Regions from separate parts of the Ovis aries genome. Here region 2 is linked to region 1. Evidence: chromatin contacts called from public Hi-C data. All regions are on one chromosome and are shown on one strand. Each heading gives the region's core, a stretch centred on a gene start, on an enhancer-like site or on the middle of the called end of the contact. The rest is flanking DNA. Distances are from core to core; before and after follow the strand shown.

Region 1 (5,569 bases), core at 2,258-4,757:
AGACACGACTTGGTGACTAAACAACAACAACTACCCCCTTCAAGCAAATGGAAAGGATTTATAATTAGTTGTGATGACAGTGACCACTAGGCATCTCCAGGATCTTGGAGATTAGGGTGTAAAAAGGAAGCTATTCAGTGATGTCTTAGTTTTCTATTGCTGTTGCAGCAAATTGCCACCAATGTAGTGGTTTAAAACAACACAAATTTATTGTTTCACAGTTCAGTAGGTCAGAAGTCTGAAATGGGTCCCACTGGGCTAACGTCAAGGTGTCAGTGTTGCTGGGTTCCTTTCCCAGAGGCTCTAGGGGAGATTCCATTTTCTCACCTTTTCTAGCTTCTAGGGGCTGCCCAGAGTCCTGGGCTCATGACCCCCTTCCATCCTCAAAGCCAGCAGTAGCTAGCCAAGTCTTTCTCACATCAGAAGTCTTTTGCTGACTCTCCTGCTTCTCAGGGTCACTACTATGCCCACCACAAGTGATAACCTGGCTTTCCAAAAAAAGAGAAAGAGGTGGATTCTGAGCATTCTGCGCTGGTCATCTGAGGTTGATTCCTGCCCAGATTCTAGGCTCGTCTGTTAAAACTGGTTAGCAAAATATGAAGGGAAGAAAGGAGGATCTTTAATAACCTGGATGGATTTGCTAAAAGCAAGCTAACCTCAATTTTAATTTTTTATTCAAGTGTATATATAGAGAAGAAACAGTGCACATTTTACAAGCGTGCAGCTTGACGTGTCCTCAGATTGTAGAAAGCAGCCGCTTGAACCTTTCTTTTGTTCAAGTCACTTCCCCCATGCTCACCATGCACACTTTAAGGGAAATCTGTTCTGATTTCTAGTAGCATAGAGTAGCCTGTTTTTATGTAAATAGACACAAAGGGTATGTCCTCTCGTGTCTGGCTTGTTCACTTAATGTTTGTGAAGCGTATTGCAGATTTTGTCTGTGGTTGTAGATGATTCATTTTTATTGCTGTGTAGTATTCCATTGTATTCATTTAGCTACTCTTGATTGGCATTTGAGTTGTTCTGTTCTGGATTAGCCCATGCAGGTACCCTCCTTGCTCTTAGTTCTAGAGTTGACGCTGGGCCTTAATGCTGGAACTATCCTCCTTCTCTAGGTGTCCATGGAGACTAGGTTTCATGCCCATTGAGGAGCATCTCTTTAGAAATTATAGGAGTGACTTCTTCACAGTTGCTTCTTCCTCCAAAGCAGGGGTTAAAGCAGGATTGGAGGTGCAACTGAGTCAAGGGTCCGAGGTGATTTTCAGGCCATCTTCCTGTGGACTTGGCCCAGCACTGGGTGGAGACTGAATTGTACCTAGGAGGGTAGGGCATCCCTGATCCTTGAGGTTAAATGCCCTTGTCCTTATATTATCCTACCCCCAGGCCCTACCCCACCCACTTCCTTGCCTCTGAAGCAGGAGGTCAGGCTCCACTTCAAGAACAGTGCACTTGGCTGGGCTCCGGGGCCACCGGTCAGCTGTATCCGCTGCGGGTGGGGACAAAGAGCTCAGTCAGCACTGCTGCCTGCAGGACCCGTTTCCTGCTCTCACGGCCAAGAGGCCCTGGAGGCAGCTGAGCGCTGGGGAAGATGAGGGCTGGCGCTCTTTCCAGAGGATTCCCTTCTTCATTCAAACGGAGCCTCCCATGCTCAACACAGAGAGCAGATCAGGGAGTGATGGTGGGTCCATGGCTGAGAACAAAGGCTCAGGAGTTGGGGAGGAGGAAACACTGGTGGTCAAAGGAATGGATATGGAAGTAGACTAGAGAAGCTGTAGGAATTAAAATGTAAATGACCCCTGTATTTTCTTTTCAGAATTTGCTGTAGTAAAAGGTAATGGGTCGGCTTTTCCCTGTCCAGCTCTCTGGACAGAGCTGAGAACAGAACCTTGTGGAACGTGGCTACAGACTGACTCAGAGCTAGAGCCAATCCCTTAAGCCTCCCGCCCATTGATGCTGAGGGCTAACCATGATTTTTTTTTTAAATTAAAAAAATGTTGTCTGCTTTGGGTCTTCATTGTTGTGTGGGGGCTTCTCTCTAGTTATGGTGCTTGGACTTAATGCCCTGAGGCATGTGGGATCTTAGTTGCCCAACCAGGGATCAAATCCGGAGGCAGATTGTTAACCTCTCGACCACCGGGGAAGTCCCTAACTGTGCATTATAATTATGGGATCCTGTCCTTTGTGAATGCGGCAGCTCTAGTTGTCCTGGTGTTTCCAATCCAGCCTGGCTTAAGTTATATTTGTGTGTCAGCAGCAGAGCCTGAGGGTAAGGGGTGGAGGCACAGGATGGGGAGAAGTGGCAGGAGGGCTGCTGAATGGCTGGAGGCAGAAGCCAGTGGGGAGTGAAGGATGAGTGACTGGCTGAGGAGCATCAGCAGATCTGAAAGATTTGGCCATTTTGTGGGGGTGCTTGTGGCGACTACACACTCATGTCTTTAATTATTAACTTAACACTGCATTGGCCTGGAGTTATGGGTGCATTTTTGCCCAGCCCTGTGATAAGGTTTGGTTGTTCATTGTCTTGTTTATTAGGCAGAAAGGCCTAATGTTTGTTTGGGACGGGAAAGCCCCCTTTCTGGAAGAACAGAAAGAGACTTGGGCACTGAGGGAGGGGGAGACGGAAGGTGAGACAGCTTGGTTGCTCTTTCCTGCCCCTCAGGAGGAAGTAGTCCTGGGCCAGAGTGTGTTGAGACCAGGACACAAAAAACCAGGATGGCTGGGAACCCTAAGGGCCACACACCGCCAGAATGGAGGCAGGGAGTCTCTGGGGCTGAGCTGGGGGCCAGAAGCAGGCAGGTGCAGTGCTTTCTCTCTGGGAAGACAGCCCTCCTCCTGGTGCCCCAGTTGCTGAGCTGGGAAGGAGGGAGCAGTGCCGAGCTCTGTTGTACCGCAGCAGGAAAGCTACGGGGTATGTGCCTGCCTGCTTTTTAAGAGGTTGGGGGGTGTGGGTTGAGGGACATTCTGCTGAATTTCAGAATTATTTATTTTGATTTTCTCCCCCCTCCCCCACCAACCCCAGGCGCATCCTCGGGCTACTGGTCGACCTCACAGCCTGTTTGGGCTTCCTCGCTCTTTCTTCTTTTGAAGTAGCGGATTATACGTGTTTTTTTTTTTTTCTTGTGGGAGAGGGATAGTGGATTTCTCTGATATTCTGAGGGAAGTTATGGACCCTTTTTCTTAGAAAAATGCATATACTTTGGACATGTGAACATAACACTTTACAGAGGATTTCAGGCCCTGTGGAAGCCCTAGGGTAAGAACCCTGGCTCTAAGGGCAGTCCATGAACTTCGCTGGAGCTCTTCCAGGTAGAGTTTGCCTCTACCCCAGGGTGGCAGGACTTGAGGAACGGCCATGGCTCTGACTTTTGCATTGTCCAGTCAGGAAAAATGCTCCGTTCCCTTTGTATAGGAACCTGTTTCAAGAATCTTTCCAAGCATGAAAACAAGCAGCTGAACAGGCCAGCAGAGGCAGGAAGTCTGGCCTCCAGCCTAATCCTGGTCACAAATCCTGACCTGCTGGGCCAGACACTGGATAAGTTACAGCAGGGCTCATCAAGGTTAACAGTGATCCACAGCATGAGACTGTTTATTCCTGGGCCCACATAAGGGGCTATGGGGCTGGAGATGGGGAGAGACTGTGACTTTTCAGAGCCAACAGCCAGAACACATCACTAATCCTGTTCTGCCGCCAGTTGCCTCCTATTGCTGTGAGCACATTTGTGTGTAAGCAGATCCAGTCACTTTCTATCTCTTATATAAGTGCTGAGTGTGTGTGTATTGCTGTGCACCCAGGTGCTCAGCAAGTGCCTTTGAATGATAATGGTGAGGAAATTCTGGGCAGAGGTTTCCAGCGCAGAGCAGGTCAGAGCCCAGACACCTCTGTCTTTGGCCAAAGGGTCTGTTTTGGTGATGGGTACTAGAAACATTGCTTGCGGGGGGGTGGGGGGGGTGTCTAAGGCCCTCTGGATGGTAGGGTCAGTCACCAATCAGCTTTGTTTTTCTTTCAGGTCTCTTAACCTTCATTAACTGTGCCTATGTCAAGTGGGGAACCCTGGTGCAAGATGTTTTCACCTATGCTAAAGTATTGGCATTGACTGCCATCATCATCGCAGGCATTGTTAGACTTGGCCAGGGTAAGAAATAATAGTAGCAGCAACTCACGTTTGTTAAGCATTTTCCATGAGCTGTACTCTTCTAAATAGCCTTTGTGCATGATTTCATTTAATAGGTACTGTTATTATTCCCTTTTATTTAGGCCATGCCCCAGCGCTTGCGGGATCTTAGTTCCTCCACCAGGGATTGAACCTGTGCCCTCTGCAATGGAAGCCTCAGAGTCCTAACAACTGGACAGCCAAGGAATTCTCTAAAGTCCCTAGTTGTGCATGCTGGGTCCTCAGTCGTGTCTACCTCTTTGTGACCCTATGGATTGTAGCCCAATGGGTTCCTCTGTCCATGGGATTCTCCAGGCAATAATACTGGAGTGGGTTGCCATTTCCTTCTCCAAGGGATCTTCCTGACCCAGGAATTGAACCTGGGTCTCTTGTACTGCAGGGGGATTCTTTACTATCTGAGCTACCAGCTTAAATCATGGAGCTGAAATCTGTACCAGGCAGACTGACCCCAAAACCTGTCCTGTTGTGTCTATGCATGCTGCCTCTCAGAGGAGGTTGATCTTGAGCCAGCTTTTGCAGACTGTCGAGCCCAGTGCTGTGGCAGTGACTGTTCTCCCCCTGGGAGTGGGCATGGGCAGAAATGAACCTGTGGTACTCACTCCTCTCCCGGTTTCCAGGTGTGAACGCCTGTAACTGCTCTGTTGACTGGGCACACTGAACCCTGCCCTTCCTCCACTCCGTGTCAGCTGTGTGGTGTTAGGAGGGGAGCAGACAGGACTGCATCACTCCTGTTCTCTAGCCCTCGTGCTCTATTGTTCTTTTCCCTAGAAATTCACCAGGGTCCTTCCTGTTAGGATCTGGGTGCTTGGAGAAGGAAATGGCAACCCACTCCAGTATTCTTGTCCGGAGAATCCCAGGGACAGAGGAGCTTGGTGGGCTGCTGTCCATGGGGTCACACAGAGTTGGACACGACTGAGCAACTTCACTTTCACTTTGATGCACTGAAGAAGGAAATGGCAACCCATTCCAGTGTTCTTGCCTGGAGAATCCCAGGGACGGGGGAGCCTGGTGGGCTGCTGTCTATGGGGTCGCACAGAGGTGGACATGACTGAAGTGATTTAGCAGCAGCAGCAGCAGCTGATCCCTGCACTCCGGCCCATTTCTGTCGGTGTCTCTCTTCTGCTCCCCATTCCTTCACTGGTACCCTTACTGCTAAGGTGTTCGAAACCACAGGCATTCTATTATTGTATTCCTCCTCTCCCTTACTGAGTCACCTTGTAGCTGGGGTACAGGCCACTAATCCTTCTGCCTTGCTCTGGGTTCCAGGAGCCTCGACTCACTTTGAAAATTCCTTTGAGGGTTCATCATTTTCAGTGGGTGACATTGCCCTGGCACTGTACTCGGCTCTGTTCTCCTACTCTGGCTGGGACACCCTCAACTATGTCACTGAAGAGATC
Region 2 (5,569 bases), core at 1,523-4,022, 220 kb after region 1:
TTTTTTACCCCACCTGGACTTCCCTTGTGGCTCAGCTGGTAAAGAATCCGCCTGCAATGTGAGAGACCTGGGTTCGATTTCTGGGTTGGGAAGATCCCTGGAGAAGGGAAAAGCTAGCCATTCCAGTATTCTGGCCTGGAGAATTCCATGGACTGTGTAGTCCATGGGGTTGCGAAGAGTTGGACACAACTGAGTGACTTTCACTACCCTGTCTAGTTTCAAAATACTATAAGAGACGTTTGATGGGGAAGTTCTTTCTATGACTCCATCATTGAGTTAAAAAATATTTGCGTGCCTACTCTCCAGAATATGCAGAGGTGATCAGAACAGACAAGGTAACTCCCTTTTTGAGCCTTACATTCTAGTCAGGAAGAGGGCCAAATTAGCACATGAATATAACTGCTGCAAGTGGAGTGAAGGACACAACAGGTATGAAGTGATTACGAATGGGGATGAAGTGGGGGCTACCTAGACACAGTGGTCGGGAGAGTCACAGCACTGGCAGCTGGAGTGTGTCTAGGTATTACTTTACTAACTCTCGTTGCCTTGTGATTGAGTCCTGGAGTCTGCTTTTGCACAAAGCATTGCCTTAGGAGATGACTAACCAACAACATTTACCGAAGGAGTGTCTCCTAAGCAAACTGTTTTGAAACTCTACTTTAATCCTAGAGGACGATCAAGAGTCCTGAAGAGGGAAGGGAAATCCAGACAGAAGTTATCAGTCTGGGGGCGGGGGTGGGAGTGGGATCAGTTGGTCCTGAGACGCCATCTTTTCCTGATCCTTCCTCTGTGATGGCTGTATCTGGAGCCACCTGCGATTTGGGCGTCCGCTAGCGCTGATGTGGGCCTCATTCACTGTGATGGCAAGTGAGCCACTTCACCTTTCTCCATTTGTGAAAGGGAGGGACCATACCCTGCCTACTGCTTGGCTTTCCTGTGAAGGTCAAAGCCAGATCATGTTTGCTTTGGTGTTGCACAGACACGCTATTCTTCATAAAGATTCCAGATAAGGATGTTGCCTCACCCACGTCCCCCAGTAAATCTCTGGAATAACTTGGGTCAGCAAGGAGAGGCAAGGCCTCCCTAGAGTTTGCTAAAAATAGTGTCTCACTGTCTCCACTGGAAAAAATTCCTATTTCATGTTAGCCCAGTTTCCTCCCATCAAGGCTAGAAGCATGAGATGGAGACCAGTTGCTGACCACTCTCTGAACCACAGTCCTTCATCTACTCAAACTCTCTGAAGTCCTGCCAACCATGTCTCACATTTATATGCTCTTTCCCTAATCGTCCCTTTTTCCCTCCTTGGCTGAATTCTGTGTGGGTGGCTCAGGAAAAGGGTAGACAATCACGCTTTCTGCTTCTCGGGGGGATTTTTAAAGAATCTGACAACAGAAGGGCTCTCTCCCCTGGATCCTATTGCCTCTGGAATGGGAGTGTGCCCACATTTCCAAAACAAACAGTGAGAACGGGCTGCCCTTTTCCCAAAGGTGGTGAGAACCCTCTGGGATGACGTGTGGTGTTCTGGCTTGGGATGAGGGCTGCCCAGAGAAACGACCCATTGGGGGTGGTCTACTTTCATCAGACGTTGCCTCTAGCTCCAGGGGGCCCCTTTTGGGGGAGAGGCTTGTGCCGTATGGCGTGTGGATTCTTAGTTCCCCGACCAGGAACTGAACCCAATGCCCCCTGCAGCGGAAGGCAGAGTCCTAACTGGGGACTGCCAGGGAATCCCCAAGGGGGCCGTTTTGAAAGCAGAGAGGCCCCCAGAGGGTGAGAGGGGAGATAAAAAGCAAGAGTGTTCAGGGGTGTTGCAAAGAGCAGAGTGGGCAGCCTGGAGTGCCTTGGGGCCGGGAGGGCCGGCTTTGTTCTGAAAATTGGCTGCAGCCTTGCCAGGGCCTCCCATAGCTGTAATTTCTCCTCCCTCAAGCTCTTCTGGAAGCCATGGAGGGGGAAAGAAAATGAATATGATGGTGAAACCAGAAGCTCCTGGGGCATAATGAGGGGAGAAATGCCTGTCTACTGTGGGCAACAGAGACACACTGGTGAAGCAGCAGCCCCACTTTTATCTCAGCGTGGTGGTCCAGCCTGACCCAGCTCTACCGACCCCCAGGCAGGGTCTCTGTTCAATTTTCTAGGCATTCCCTTAAAATGTGCATTCAGTTTACTATGCTGAAACTGTGCATGTGTTAATAGGAACGGTACTTTACTGTATAATTTACCTGTGCTAAAATGCACAAATCTTATGTGTACAGTTGGGCTTATTTTGACATGTCTCTACACCTGTGTAAATCACCCAAATCAAGATGCAGAATATTTCCACCACCTGGAAGCTTCCCTGGGGCCCCTTTCCAGCCAGTCCTTGCACCCCAGAGGCATCCACTGTTCCCATTTCTGTCGCTGGTGATTAGTTTTGCTTGTTCTTGAGCTTCATCTGTGTGGAGTCCTATCGTTTGTACAGAGCCTGAATCCCTGGGGCCTGGCCTGTGTCTGCACTTGGCAGGTATGCACTGTGAGAGCAGCCTTGGTTCTTAAACTACCCTGTGAGAGAGCACTGATCCCACTGGGAAACTGAAGCTGTGGGTGGTTAGTGAGATGCCCACAGGGCAGGAGGTAGTGGTGGATCCTGGTGGCCAGCCCAGGCTCCCTGATTCTGAATCCAAAGCTCTCTCCAGGCTCCCAGGGGACTGCCCCACCCGCTCCCTGGGGGCTCCTATCTAGTGCTCTGGATGAAGGAGCCTCGTGATCCTGGGCAGGTAGCGCCCCCTGCTGTCTACGGGGCCAGACCCTACACTCTCTCTCCTCCAAGGGATGTGACAGGATCACCCGGGCAGGAGCCCAGGTCAGTGATGGACAAAGGGCAGGGGCTCGGCTCCTGGAAGGAAGTCTCCTGTCCTTTTATTTACCTCTGAAAAGACATTTTCTTAAGCGTTTGGGGGTTTTCCTTCCTCAAAAGAAGCGGATTAAGGGAGAAGAGGCCTCTTTGGTGGAGCTCTGCTGCCCCCAGGTGGGTGGCTGGGACACTACCACAGAGCCGGACGTCCAAACCCCGCGGTTTTCAGGTCTCAGGTTCCCATGGTCCTTCTGTGGCTCTCCATCTCCCGGCCTCCCGAATCCTGGTCTCCTTGGCTTCTGAGAGCCAGATGTCCCTCTAGACCATCATCTTGCACTTCAACCCTGACCTGGAGCGGTTCCTTGGAGAACCAGCTCCAGCCGTGCATAGGAGGGGGAGATGTGCCCACACCTCCCGGGGAGGGCGGGCTGGACAGAAGCCTAGAGGGCCTGTCAGCATAAAGAAATGGTGTGATCGAGTGAGATCAAGGTTTGATCTTAGGACTTGGCTGGGGGGGAGGGGGTGATAGGCGGGGCGGGGGTACTTCTCGCTGTGGGGTGCGCGGCCCCCCTGCCTGCCGTGGGCGTGGGTGCCGCCGCCAGGGCCCCGCCGGCCCTTCCCAGCTCGCCGCCTTCCTGTCGCACCTGCGGTCGTGGTGGTGTAACGGCCCGGCCCTCCCGGCCCCGGCACGTGGCCTGGGGTGATGCTATCTCTAACTCGGTATTTTTAACTCGTTTTTTCCAGAGGATGTGGCTTCTGTGGGAGAGCTTCAAAGGGTGCCCCACTTGCCCCTCGCGGCAGCCATGACGTCATGGAAATGGGAGGGGCCGCCCCAAGGCCCCCCCCCCCAAACACCTGCACGGAAGTGGGAGACTTTTTCCACTTCCTGTCCTACATCTGGCTACTGACTCAATGTCTGACCTGCTTATTAATTTCAAAATATAGCTCTCAGTGTGATACTCAGAGGAAACCTTACTCATCTGTGTGTCTGGGTGAAACTAGGCCTGAATCCCAGGTGGCAGGGCACCCACCTGCCAGCCTCCTGGCTTCTCAGTGTGCTCATTAACAGAGTGACAGTGACCGGGGCTTGCAGACCTCCCCAGACCCACCCATCAGTCAGAAGCTCTTCTTCCCACAGGTTGCTCCCAGAGGTAGATGGAGAGAGAATTTTAAGACAGGACTTGTGGAGAAAGTGAGGTGAATGGTAAGGCCTCCTGCAGCCCTGGACCTGGGTGTGGCCCTTCAGTAACAGGAGGGCTGATTCCTAGAAGCCCTGTGTGCTTTCCCATCCCCCAGGCTCTGGATGAGTGCCCACTGAGGCTGCTCTGGCCAAGGGACCATCACTCAGGTTCTGCTTTTCCTGATAGTTCCCGACAGGTTACTCTTAGCTCTTGGCTAAATTATGAGATGCCTTCTCAGGAGGCTCAACGGTAAAGAATCTGCCTGCCAATGCAGGAGACACAGGAGACTCGGGTTCAGTCTCTGGGTCAGGAAAATCCCCTGGAGTAGGAAATGGCAATCCACTCCAGTATTCTTGCTTGAAAACTCCCATGGACAGTGTGGCAGGCTATAGTCCATGAGGCTGCAAAGAGTCAGACAACACTGAGTGACCACACATACACAAATTGTGAAAATGTGGCTCACTGGGCCACCTCGTCTATTAATCCCTGTTTTCCTTTCTCTTATGTTCCCTCACCCCCCCATACACATATACGTCTTCGCTCCTTCCCCAGTGCCTCCAGAGCCCCCTGCCTCATTTATTTGTTCACTTGCTGCTTAAGTGTATATTAAGCATCAATTGTGTGCCAGGCACTGTGCTGGGTGTTACAGACACACGGATGAACACCATATACTTCCCATCCCAAGGAGCTCATAATTGAATGGATTTTCTTGCTGAGATAGTACCTGATAACTAAAGTGATATCTGTTAAAGGCTTTACATGTGACCCCATGGGAGTTAGATTTTATGGGCAAACCAAGAAGAAAACAATTCTTCAAGACTCGGATGGCTACCCCTCCAATGGGGGGTCGTGGTGAGCGGTGCTCTGTTGTGGCTGAGACCCCACCCAAGTGTTCCTGAAGCACATACTGGTGTAGCCTGCCCCTTTCTTGACCAGATCGTGATTCCAGTTGGGCTCAGAGGGCAGATGTCTGAGTGGAGGGACAGGGAATTCTCTAGAATCTTAGGCTTGGTCCAGAGAGGTCATTTAGTCCCTTTTTCTGCCTCCAGGGTTGGCCTGAGCTTAAGTCTTTTGGGGGCAGTAGGATGTCTGTCCAGAGAATTCTGTTCTGCACCTGGCCTTGGGGGCACATTCCACCTTGGGATGGCATGGCTGTCCCTCCCTGAGGCTGGCCCCTGCTGCTGAGGACCGGGGCTCTTCAGGGCTGGGCCTTCTCAGGGACTTGCTGACCGTGTCTCCAGGTCTCCTCAGCAGCCTCTTCCCTCCACGCTGAACACTATCTGGTCGCTTACTGCGTGGAGGGATCTGCTGCAGTGGCCCTCGGCCCAGCGCTGCCCTCCTGGTGGGCACAGACACCCTGCCCCAGGCCCCCTCACGAGGCCACTTCAGTCCCCTCTGACACCCTGGTGGGGCCTGGGCCAGACGTGAGAACAGAGTGGACACAGCTGCTGAGGACTCCGCACCACCCCTTCAGCGCTCTTGCTTAGTTGACTGTCGGCTTAACAGCCTCAGACCTGAGAGAAGGCTCTTGGTGGGACAGAGGAATCCGGATTTGAGATGG

Evidence for each region. Hi-C and Micro-C count contacts between places; a contact is called where the count stands out from the background.
Region 2: a contact with region 1 is called in a Hi-C map of mixed tissues, with 3 times the contacts expected there. The contact joins two enhancer-like sites. A contact is called at or near these places in 2 of 16 Hi-C or Micro-C datasets (mesenteric adipose tissue and mixed tissues).

Annotation. Positions count from the first base shown.
Region 1 is chr7:21,834,459-21,840,027 of ARS-UI_Ramb_v3.0, forward strand. SLC7A7 (solute carrier family 7 member 7) reads left to right here. Exons shown (of 11, transcript XM_060418965.1): 4 at 4,008-4,133; 5 at 5,439-5,569. Among named protein-coding and RNA genes, the nearest start is that of OXA1L, 22 kb to the right of the region's middle. Within about 2 kb of position 3,508, at least 14 of the 54 cell types and tissues checked have an H3K27ac peak or open chromatin away from gene starts, as enhancers often do.
Region 2 is chr7:22,058,074-22,063,642 of ARS-UI_Ramb_v3.0, forward strand. No RefSeq gene overlaps it. Among named protein-coding and RNA genes, the nearest start is that of DAD1, 30 kb to the left of the region's middle. Within about 2 kb of position 2,773, at least 37 of the 54 cell types and tissues checked have an H3K27ac peak or open chromatin away from gene starts, as enhancers often do.